Linked DNA regions of Sus scrofa: regions 1 and 3 are each linked to region 2. The links are chromatin contacts, called in public HiChIP or PLAC-seq maps. All regions are on one chromosome and are shown on one strand. The core of a region is the stretch at or near the end of the contact, and the rest is flanking DNA. Distances in the headings are between cores, read along the strand shown.

What was found. HiChIP or PLAC-seq counts read pairs in DNA pulled down with a chosen protein or histone mark.
Region 1: a contact with region 2 is called in an H3K27ac HiChIP or PLAC-seq map of alveolar macrophages. The contact joins two enhancer-like sites. A contact is called at or near these places in 1 of 47 Hi-C or Micro-C datasets (embryonic fibroblasts) and 1 of 2 datasets of contacts at active chromatin or transcription factors (alveolar macrophages).
Region 3: a contact with region 2 is called in an H3K27ac HiChIP or PLAC-seq map of alveolar macrophages. The contact joins two enhancer-like sites. A contact is called at or near these places in 2 of 47 Hi-C or Micro-C datasets (embryonic fibroblasts and skeletal muscle) and 1 of 2 datasets of contacts at active chromatin or transcription factors (alveolar macrophages).

What each region holds. Positions count from the first base shown.
Region 1 is chr15:6,964,389-6,967,873 of Sscrofa11.1, forward strand. No RefSeq gene overlaps it. Among named protein-coding and RNA genes, the nearest start is that of ZEB2, 530 kb to the right of the region's middle. Within about 2 kb of position 2,108, at least 1 of the 83 cell types and tissues checked has an H3K27ac peak or open chromatin away from gene starts, as enhancers often do. A contact at or near this core is called in alveolar macrophages, where this site is marked.
Region 2 is chr15:6,239,059-6,243,043 of Sscrofa11.1, forward strand. No RefSeq gene overlaps it. Among named protein-coding and RNA genes, the nearest start is that of ZEB2, 1.3 Mb to the right of the region's middle. Within about 2 kb of position 2,308, at least 22 of the 83 cell types and tissues checked have an H3K27ac peak or open chromatin away from gene starts, as enhancers often do. A contact at or near this core is called in alveolar macrophages and skeletal muscle, where this site is marked.
Region 3 is chr15:7,025,208-7,029,216 of Sscrofa11.1, forward strand. All of the region lies in intron 2 of LOC106506174 (a long non-coding RNA gene), which reads left to right. Among named protein-coding and RNA genes, the nearest start is that of ZEB2, 470 kb to the right of the region's middle. Within about 2 kb of position 2,299, at least 19 of the 83 cell types and tissues checked have an H3K27ac peak or open chromatin away from gene starts, as enhancers often do. A contact at or near this core is called in alveolar macrophages and skeletal muscle, where this site is marked.

The sequences.
Region 1 (3,485 bases), core at 858-3,357, 730 kb after region 2:
GTTTATACCATATTGTTAACATTAAAAATTACATCCCAGTTTGAATAGAGTCAGAAATATATATGTATATTTGGAAAAGGTCCTACAAAAAACACATCAAAATGGTAATGTGTCCAGCTGCATTCAGCATCCAGCACCAAAAACATCAGTGGTGCAGGGGGAATGGCAGAAATTCAGTGTCCTCATGGACAGAACTCTGTGTGATTGTGGATGTTCTAGGTGTGTGTGGGCTGCTCCCTGGCCATCATTAAACTGCAAAATATTCTTTAAAAACTCCATTTTCTGCTTGACATGTACAGATTTCCTTTCTGTGGCTTGCATCAAGGATCCTGACAGATATAAGTTCTTCTTTATTTTTAATTTTTTTTGTCTTTTTAGGGCCACACCGATGACATATGGAGGTTTCCAGGCTAGGGGTCGAATTGGAGCTACAACTGCCGGCCTATACCACAGCCACAGCAACACAGGATCCAAGCCATATCTGTAAACTATACCACAGTTCACATCAATGCTGGACCCTTAATCCACTGGACAAGGCCAGGGAATGAATGTACCTGCATCCTCGTGGGTACTAGTTGGGTTCATTAACTGTTGATCAACCATAGGAACTCTGAAACAGGTCCTTCTTTAGAGCCTTTGGTAAAGGCCTGTGTGAAACACAAAGCTTTTTTCCAAGCCGGACTTCTGGGAGCATACAGGGAAGAGGTTAAGGTCATCAGTTAAAAATGATCAAAATAAGTTAGTCCCATGATTTATGGAATTACAAAATACAAATTCTCTGTCCTGAGATAAAATTTTGAGCAATGGCAGAGACCCTGGAAAATTACTGAGATAAACTGAAACTAAGGAAAAAACTAAGGGAACTGCTAAAACCTTGATTTCCCAGATCCCACTCAATGCACACTTTGACAAAGTTGTGTCAAATTTGTGCACTTGACCATGTACACCTTGACTAAGAAATGTAACAATTATTCCTACTGAAAGAGTTCCTTCCTTGGCACAACTCAATTTCAAGGCCAGGGTCCAGATTCAAGAATTAGGGCTTCACAAGACACAAATCAATGCAGACAACAGAACACAGGGCCACTGAAAGTTTCAGAGGGGATACTTGATTCTGACAATTGCCAGGCTCTGAAACCAGTATCAGTGTGAAGTGCTAAAGCTATTTCTACCCCAAACTGTCCTAACCTTCCAAAGATGTGAAAAGTGAAAAGAGTAGGTAAGTAGATAATCCCAGAGAACAGAACAGTGAGGCATCCATTTTAAAGAGTCAAAAAAAAAAATGTATTTTTAGATTAGGCATCTAATCTATATTACCCTTGCATCTCTCAACCCACACAGAGTTTTTAGGGAGTTCCTATGATCAGTGGACTGAGAAAGAAAAGCTCAGACCTGGTAAATGACAGGTCATATGATATGGTAGTACCAGCTAGCCATGTACTGCTATTCTGCTATAGCACCACTCAAAAAGGTAACTCAAAGACTATGCTAAAGGAATATTCTCTCTTACAGACAACATTTAGGGCAATAAATCTGGTTATCTACTTTACCTGGAAAAAGAAATTACCTGAGGGACAAACTTATTTATAGCGCTACTCAAAAAGGTAATTCAAAACTATGCTAAAGGAATATCCTTTCTTATGAAAAACATTGAGGGCAATAAATCTGGTTATCTATTTTACCTGGAAAAAGAAATTACCTGAGGAAAAATTTACTTATAGGCTATCATTGGTTATTTGGCTGGTTGGCCAGAAATTGGAAGAAGAGCATTGGAAGGCCGGTGAACATGGTCTGGGAAAATGTTAGGTGAATGTGGCAAGAATAGGCACAAATTATGAAGGTGTTTGAATCCCAAGTGACATGTTCAATGAAAGACATCCACAGCTGAGGAAGCTCTCAAGTCAGATAGTCAAATAACGTATATAATGGATATCAGACAGCATCCTTCCCCAGATACTTCAGTGCTTATTCAGTGGGTCCATGTACCATTATGCCAGAAACGGAGGTTTGCAAGGATTCAGCTTTATCCCCACAGTATAGTGTCCAGTGTACAACCTCAGTGGCTGATGTTTTACATCTGACATTGCATCACTTCCAAACAGAACCATGGCTTCCTGATATGCAGATTGAAGACAGGGAACCTCTATAAATTTGAAGGGGCATCAATCTACTTTGACTAGAATAGATATCTATTCCATAAATAGATTTGCTATGATGATTGGCAGCACTATCATCCATAAATTTATGAAAATATCTTGTTAATCATCATAGAATCCCACAACACACTGGAGCTCATTTCACAGCAAAAAGTGCAGCAATGGCTTTATATATGAGATTCACTTGTGTTGCAAGGTACCCCACTGCCCAAAGGAAACTGACCTAATAGACTAGTGAGTGGGTTACTAATGATTCACTTATGAAGTCAACTAAGAGACCACATCCTGATACTGTTGGGTGCTTTGAAAAAATGGACCAGTATAAGATTTATCTCTCCCAAGGAGAATATATAAGGATTTGGAAATAAAGAAATAGAAATAGTACTTACTATTTTCATTATTGCAGCAAATATCTATGCTTGCATCATTTTTGCTTCCTGTTCTTATAATTTCATTCTCTGCGGGTCTAGAAGTCTTAGTTCCCCAAAGAGAAATACTTTCACTAATGATACAATTGTTCCATTGAATTATAAGTTGAAACCACCACTTGGATAGTTTGGGTTTCTCCTGTCATTGATCCATGAGGCAAAGAAAAGGATGTGAGTATTGATTCTGTTTACCAACATGATGGAATTCACTGGGGACCTCCCTCCCTTAATAATTCCAAGCTCAGTAGTAAAATCCACAATTAACCAAAAGAGCCAGAATCAGTAAGTGTTCAGACCCTTTGGGAAAGAAGTCTTGGGTCACCAACCAGATATAGTATCCTGATCAACTAAGGTTCTGGTTGAGGGCAAGAGGAACATAAAAGGGTGGGTAGAGGAAGTACCCCCATGATCAGATACAAAAATGAGAGCTATACCAGCTCTGCATATTTTTGTCATTTATATATTAACAAAATATTCATATTTTACTATTTCCTCTTTCTCCGCTATATGTATGAAACTCTTCAACTCCTGGCGATGCTTAAGTTTGCATTTTCATGCATAAGTTGCCATACTTTGAGGCACCACACTTAGATCTGATAAAGAAGGCATTATATAACTTTATATCACCTTCAGGCATTCAACTTTGAGAGTGAAGAGTAAATGATGAGAACTATGTTCCCCTTTTGTGGGCATGTATGAGAGTGTCTTCATTTGTATTCGGTTTGTATTTTCTTAAGTGGAAGCATGAAGTTGCTGTTATGTGGGAATAAATTATATATGGTTGAGGAGAATGCATGCTACATAGCAAAAAGGGCGGGCTGTAATACTTCTTTGAACTATTGCTCACAGATTTTTTTTTCTCACCCTTACTCTGCTCTCCAGGAATTGGATTTCTGCAAGC
Region 2 (3,985 bases), core at 1,058-3,557:
CAGGCAAATAGTCTGCATTTGCAGCATGATGAATAAAATTAAAAAATAAAATAAAAAGCAAACAAACAGAAAACACTATCTAGGAGAAATAAAAGTAGAAACAGAAGTGATAAATGAGAAACATGGGAACATCAGGCTGTGTTTCCATTGCCCTCTTTAACTGAATTTTCTAGTTAAAACTTCTCATCCAGTATCTGGGCAATGTGGTAAGCACCTGTAATTGGTTTCTTACTAAAAAATCAATGCTGTTAAAAACCCATTTCTCTGAAAGGAAATCTAAATATAAGCCCTATATAAATGGGTCTTGATGTGACTGTAATTTCTTAATTGGTTATACATATACCATTCCTTCTTGGGGTAGCCTTCACCTCCACACAGGGAAGGGAGAGCCAGGAGGGGAGAGACAGAGCCAGGCCTGTGTGGGCTGCAGCCTGGGGACCAGGGACCAATGTGCATCTGTAAGCAGCTTTAGCCCTTCTCTGCTGAAGCCTGGTCCCCACCAGGAGGCAGGCCGGCTCCTCCCCTCTCTTTAACCTCAGTGAGCTCCACATTGAGTTGACTCACAGAAAGGATAGAGGGGGACTCTGGCAGAAAGGGGCCACTGAGAATGCCAACATATTGTATTGTCCTTGAATTTCTATAGTTTCCACTCCTCTCTCCATTCTCTTGCAGAAAGCATTTCTCCTCTTATAAAACAAAGAAAAGGCACAAAGCAGTAATTACTTTTTTCATACCCTCTATTAATGTAAGCCCAGGAAATACCCTGCTTCCCCCTAGATTTGGGATCCAGCAAGCATTATTTTCAAATGGTCATCTTTTTGGGTTCTAGAAATAAAAAAAAAAAAAAAATCCCAATTCAGATCTTTTCAATCCATTTTCTCCAAACATTCATATTTGGAGTACTTGCAAACTTAGCACTCTGTAGCCTGGTATTCCTTCCCTGTGCATTTAACCTGTGAGGGGCTGAGGATCTAATGCCGAAAAGACTTGGGTGTGTGAGGATAGATGAACCAGGTCCCAGAATCATCAGGAAGACAAGTGAGCTTTAAAGTGCTCCTCTCTCTCTCTCTCTCTTTCTCTCTGTCTACGTCTCTGTCTCTGTCTCTGTCTCTCTCTCTCCATTATCCTCTGAAGAAGCAGTTTGGGCAGAGCGTGGACACTCTTTCTGCACATGGCAGAGGTGGTCTGCATCACATTTAGGCCTAAAGTTGTAACAGCCAACTTGTCAATGAAGGCCATTAGCGCAGATGTGCCACAGGCACTCGGGGACTGGGTGGCGGGGCAACCTCAGATCAGTGTGGGAAGAGCAGACATCGGGTGGTAACAACTTTCAGTCATTACTGACCTGGGCTCTATTCAAACCAGTGACCTAGAAATGAAGGGCTCCAAATCCCATTACTAATTCCCCGAGCCATCAAGTCTCCCCTATGGCCTGGATCTTGTCCTGAAACCCAGGTCTCCTGTTGAAATAGCATTAGACAGCAGCCACTGCATTGGCAGGCAAGGGTTTTAAAATAAAAGGGGGGAAGAAAGAGGAAAATGTGCACTTACAGAGTTGGCTTTAATTATTACTTTAAAGTTTTTCAGCTCCTTTAAACCTAAAAACCTGAACCTTCTTGAAAGTCAAAAGCTTGCCAGGAAGTACAAGAACGGTGTTCAAACAAACACAGCCTTCTATTTTGCTTGAATGGGAAAATACACATGCCCCCTCCCAAACCGAAGAATAATGAGAGGAAACCAAATGAGAGGAAGTTGTTGAAAAGGAAAGAAAGAGATTAAATGAGTATTGCAAGGAGGAGAAGAATATTTACTGCCAATGTAAGAAAAAGAGCTAAATGAAAGCCCCCTTGAACAGCTTTCCCCTCTCACTTATTATCTCTGTGTCGCTCTTCAATCCCTCTAATCAAAGAGGGACAATTATTTTTCAGTAAAAAGTAGGTTTTTTTGAATTAGGTGAAGCCTGTGCAGGGCAAGCTGGCATGTAAAGTTCTGCCTTGCTTTTTAAGCAAAAAGCTCCAGCTTTGCAAATAGTCCTGTAGATGGAGCTGCACTCTGCAATTCTAAGATCACGGCCCCAACAATGAAGCAATTGTTTCCTGTCTCCACTTAGCAATTCCTCCCTCTCTTTTGGTTCTTTCTGGTTGCATGTTCTATTTGTTTTAATGTATACCTTTGTGTAAAGCCTGTCTCTGAGTGGTTAGATACCCCGTTGATATGTGGCCTTCAAGGGGGAAAAGGGAGTGCAGCCTATTCCCATGACATCCTTGGGCTTTGTAGAGCCAAAAAAACCTTCTCAGGAACACCTAATCCTTGGGCTCTGGCCAAGTACCACAATCCCTCTGTACAACTGACATGGGCCACTTGGGACACTTGAGAGCTTTAGGTGTGTCTTTCTGAAGTCAGCCCCGGCCAAGCATGAGGCAAATGTGCCCGACCAAAGAAAATAAATTATGTGGACTCCAATTTTCAGCAGTTATGAAGTATTAAATTACACATGCAAAGAATTCACATTGGGATTAACCCTTTGGAACCAAAACACAATCTTGTCACAACACTTGTAAAAAGAACATGCTCTGTGGAAGGCCTGCCTTTCCAAAGGCACAGAGGTGGCTGACGGGAGGCAGAGATGCTAAAAGAAATAGGCTGTAATTAAACACAAATATGTTAGGCTGCTACCGGGGCATGGGAGAGGGTGTGTGTTTTGGGGGTTCTGTCCTGTCTCTTAGGATATGCTGCTCTCCATGTACTGAACATGTTGAGCATACTGTAAAGTTTATGAATCCACAGCCAGTGCCACTTTCGGCCCTTAATCAGAATGCATTTTATCCTAATTCACACAGCCCCTGTGGCTGCTTCTTCATTCAGATTTAGAGAAGTGGTTGAGAACCACTGGAACTTGAGTGAAATCACAACTACAGAACTCCTGAAAAGGCATTCATCTTCTGCTTCTGTGACTCAGTGAGTGATGGCAGAAAACATACTGCCCTGCCCCTTTCAAGAGTCCCAGGTTCCCTCTAGCCATTTGAAGCACTAAGCTCTTAGTACACGTCGTGGCTGAAATTTAACTTGTAAACTTGGCAGTAGAAAAGCAAAACATCGCTGTTTGTTTCCCCCTTGAAGCTATTTATTTACCAAATGACCATAGAAAGCCAATCTTTGACAATAACAGGAATAAATCAATTTTGAAGAGCTTAAAAGAATTTTTTTTTTGACAAAGTTAACTTTTTAGAAAGTGTGCATCTCAAGTATGCACAGCAGGTTTTGGGGAAACATGCAGCCTTACCTCTCTCCCCCCGAGTTCATTATCAGAGGGTGTGTGATCAACAGGAAGAACACTGTGTCTGGCTCTGATTCCCCAGAAAAATCCTTTCCTGACCTCACAGATGCCCCTTGAAAACCTTAATGCACAGCCACATGTCTCAGACACTCCATGGACCCCCATGTACTTGCCTTCTTTTAACCAAGAAGGAAACTGAGGCGGGCTGAGAAAACATGATTTGTTTAAAGTCACATAGCTAAGACTGTTAAGTCTTCTGACTTCTGGTGAAAATTGTTTCTAAAATAAGAAATATATAATTAGAGAAAAAAATCTCTATTTCCCTGTGCTTCAGCTGCTTGTATCCACACAGAAATGATCTTTTCAGACATTTGCTACTTTCAGTCATATGGAATATTTGGGGATGCAGACAGAGATTCACTAAAATAATTCAAGGGATAATAAGTGGATGTTTGTGTGTTTATATGTGTAAAAAAGGAACAGGAGAGAGGAAAAGAATGAGAGGAAGAGATGAAATTCCTGACATCATAGGGTTGTTGGGTGGAGTAACTAATAAAAGTAATTGCTAAGCACTGTGAAATTAGACTGCTGTGTAAAGCTAAACTAGGATGAACCAGAATTTGCAAATGTCATGAGACTTTTATTTTCAACAGGTGGCATTTGAGAATGCAAACTATACAAACACCCAAATGAGAGCTCAGAGTAAAA
Region 3 (4,009 bases), core at 1,049-3,548, 790 kb after region 2:
ATTTACAAGGAGATCCTGCTGAATAGCATTGAGAACTATGTCTAGATACTCATGTTGCAACAGAAGAAAGAGTGGGGGAAAAACTGTAATTGCAATGTATACATGTAAGGATAACCTGACTCCCTTGCTGTACAGTGGGAAAATAAAAAAAAAAAATCAATGACATACATATAAAGAAATAAAGAACAACATTAAGAAAAAAAATGCAGTCTGCTGTATACTGAAAGAGCTTTGGGCTGGGACTTGTTTGGGCTTTATCACAAAGTAACCCTGATAAAAGAGATAACATATTTCTGTACTTTTTTTTCCCTCCTTTGAAAAAGTAGAGAGAGGAACTAGGTGGTCTCTTAGCTCTCTGTCTGGGTTTCTTGTCTTTTTTTTTAATCTATTTCCATTCTGTGGTGATTAGACTTACAAAACAAAGATGATGTTTTCCTAAATGTAGTTTGATATGGATATGTTAATCATTTATAATATGCAAAGATTGGATAAACACTTGTATATCTCATAAAATGCTTTTTTCTTTCTTACAAAAAATTTTGTATATAGCTACCTAATTATTAATCTATCCATCCACCCATCCATCATCTATCTATCCAATCATTCTACTTAAATGCAAGCTATAAAGAAAACCACTGTGGAGTTCCCGTCGTGGCACAGTGGTTAACGAATCTTCGGTCCCTGCCCTTGCTCAGTGGGTTAACAATCCGGCGTTGCCCTGAGCTGTGGTGTAGGTTGGAAACGCGGTTCGGATCCCGCGTTGCTGTGGCTCTGGCGTAGGCCAGTGGCTGTAGCTCCGATTGGACCCCTAGCCTGGGAACCTCCATATGCTGAGGGAGTGGCCCAAGAAATAGCAAAAAGACAAAAAAAAAAAAAAAAAAAAAAAAGAAAACCACTGTTATAATTTGTTGCATTTCCTGTTAGTTGTTTATGCAAGTATACCTACATATTTATATAAAGTTGCCATTGAACTGTGTTAAGTTCTTATTCTTTTTTACTACAATCTTTTTTACTACAACCTATTCTTTTTTACATACATATTTATATATAGCTGTCATTGTACTGTATTAATTTCTTATTCTTTTTTACTACAATCTTTTTTACTACACTTATGTTAAAAATCTTACTCTACATTGTTGGATATTCTTTAAAAACATAACTACAAAATCTTCCATTAGATGGGCATATCATAGTTGATTAACCTTCCCCAAATGTTAGGCATTTAAGTTGTTTTCACTTTTTATCTTACAATGAAAATCATTGCTAAAAATGTAATTGTACACTTAGGAATATTTCCTTGAGATCAATTCCTGAGTATGGATGTCCAATTCTTTTTTTTTTTTTTTAATGGCCACACCTGCATCTTATGGAAGTTTCTGGGCTAGGGGTTGAATCAGAGCTGCAGCTGCTGGCCCATACCACAGCCACAGAAACACTGGATCTGAGCTGCATCTGTGACCTACACTGCAGCTTGCTGTGACGCTGGATCCCTAACCTAGTAATTGAAGCCAAGGACCAAACCCTCATCCTCGTGGACACTATGTCATGTTCCTAACCCACTGAACCACAATGGGAACTCCTAGAGGTGCAATTTTTAAAGCTTTTGATTTGTGCTACAGTGCCATACAGGATGACTGTGTCAATTCACTCTACCGTGGACGTAGAAGATTGTCTATTTTTGATTAACACAGTTGTGTGTGTTACATCCATAGGATGGGGTCTCATAACACGAGTTTTTGTGTGGCTTCCTAGAGAGCAAAGGGGAAGGAGGGCCACCTCAATCTCTAATTTTCTTAACCATAGTCTTTGAATATTCTTAAAAGCTTAAATCTAGGCACTGTGCCCACCTTTTAGATGCACACAAACACACACACACACACACACACACACGGCCACCATGGTAAAATGAACCTTCTGATGACAGCAAACAGACTCCCACTGACATCCACAATCAGGGAAGGGAGGACTTCTCTGAGACCACTTGGTTATGAGCCAGCTGTCAAAAGGCCATGGAGAAGGAGAGCAAATCTTCAGGGGATCCTGCCTGCTTAAGAATATAGTTTTTAAGATGATAGAAGTGTAATGGAAGAGATCTTTCCCTTTATCTATCAGAGAAAGAAAACCGTTGCCAGGAAATGAAGTATTTTCAAAACCCAACAACAACAACTAAAAGAAAAATTTGCTCATTTTGCCAGCTAGCACAAGGAACTCGGCCGCCAGTCAAACGGCTCTGTGTCCAACTCAGAGCTGGATTCACTTTAACAAAAATTTCCCTCTTCAGCCACCTAAGTGTCTGTTGAATTAGGCCAGAAGCCAAGCGGGAATAGAAACAGTCACTCACATGAAATGTCCGTTTCCATTTGGATCTCTGTGGCCCTTTCCCATGTCATGGTGAAAAAATGCTTCCTCTGCTTGGATGTTTTCAGGATGCCTTGGTCTGAGGAGGAAGTCAGATTTGCTGTTCAGAAGGCGTCTATAGGAGGGGAAGCCACAGCTTTGCACACTCAGAACCAGGCTGTCCATGCCTTTAAAAAAAAAAGAAAGAAAATTATTCCTCGCCCACTCCTACCCATGATTTTGATGTTGAAAGAAACCTGTTGTGGTTGAAATGACTCGGTCAGTTCTTCTGGGATTTTCCAAAGTTTCCTATAAAAAGAAATCTGTGGGAAATGAATGATTGCATAATCACTAACATATGCCAATTTCTTTAAACCTGTTATCTTTTGGAGTTTTGAAACGCATTGTCTCAACTACTGAATTCCTATCTTCTAATAGTTTTAAGTCATGATGCAAATTGTATAGCCTCTCTCTTTTTCTTTAATATTTGAAGGGTGTCTTAAAGAAAAAATAAATACAACAAAAGGGAAGACCAGGTTGTGTATAAAGCAACACTAGCAGGACAGGATGATGACAGTGGGAAAATTAGGCAATTATCCAGATAGTAAGTGAAGGGAAAACTTGATTTCTTCAATTACCTATACACCCTAAAATAATATTATTTTTAGCCTGACTTAAGACAGTAAATGCCTCCTTTTTTTTTTTTGGAAGTGTATATTTGGCAAACTAGTAAGATTACTTATCTTTTTTTATCCACCATAGACACAGTATTTATTCATTTTTGCTTCAGAAAAATTAAAAAGCCTAGGCCCAGGAAAATATCTTTAAAATTGAAGAAAAGCTGGAGATAAAATCTTAAAGGGCATCCTATTTCTGTGTGGGGCTGGGTGAAGGAAATAAAATGGGTGCTGTTCACTTTCTATGAGGATGAAGATCACTGATGCATGCTCTTAAATTTATTAAATGAGTTATAGACAAAGAATTCCAGGAGTTTCCACTTTGGGGCAATGGGATCAGCAGCATCTTGGGAGCACTGGAACACAGGTTGGATCCCTGGCCCAGCACAGTGGATTAAGTATCCAGTGTTGCTGGGGCTTAGGTCTCAGCTACAGCTTGGATATGATCCCTGGCCAGGGGAACTCCATATGTGGAGCAGCCAAAAAGAAAAAAAAAAAAAAGAAAGAATTCCAGACGCTGCTCTTCCTGGCAGCTGTGGGGCAGAGAATCCATAGGTTTATCACTTACTGGTATCAAAGATCCCACAAGCAAATGGATGCTAAAAGTGAACCCATTCTTTTTTCAAATTTATCTCACTATGACTATGCTTTGTGGAAAGTTGAAGAGTCCAGTGAGGTTCTGATGATTGACAAGAGGGACATGTGTCACCACCCTATACACTAAGGCTTGCAGTAGCATCTGGATCAGGTAGGGATCCATGGTTCTTAACCTGGCTATACGTTAGCATCACCTGGGGAACTTCCAAACCACTCATGCCTCAGGTCTACTCGACACCAAGTAAACCAGACCAAGGGCATGAGATCAAGGCAGAAGCGTTTTCTTATAAGGTCTTTTAGTGAATCCAATATGCAGCCAGGAAGCAGCCCTTCTTGCATGCTGTTATGGCATCTAGGACTTTTCTGTCTTAAACCATACTCTTCTTGATTGCAGATAC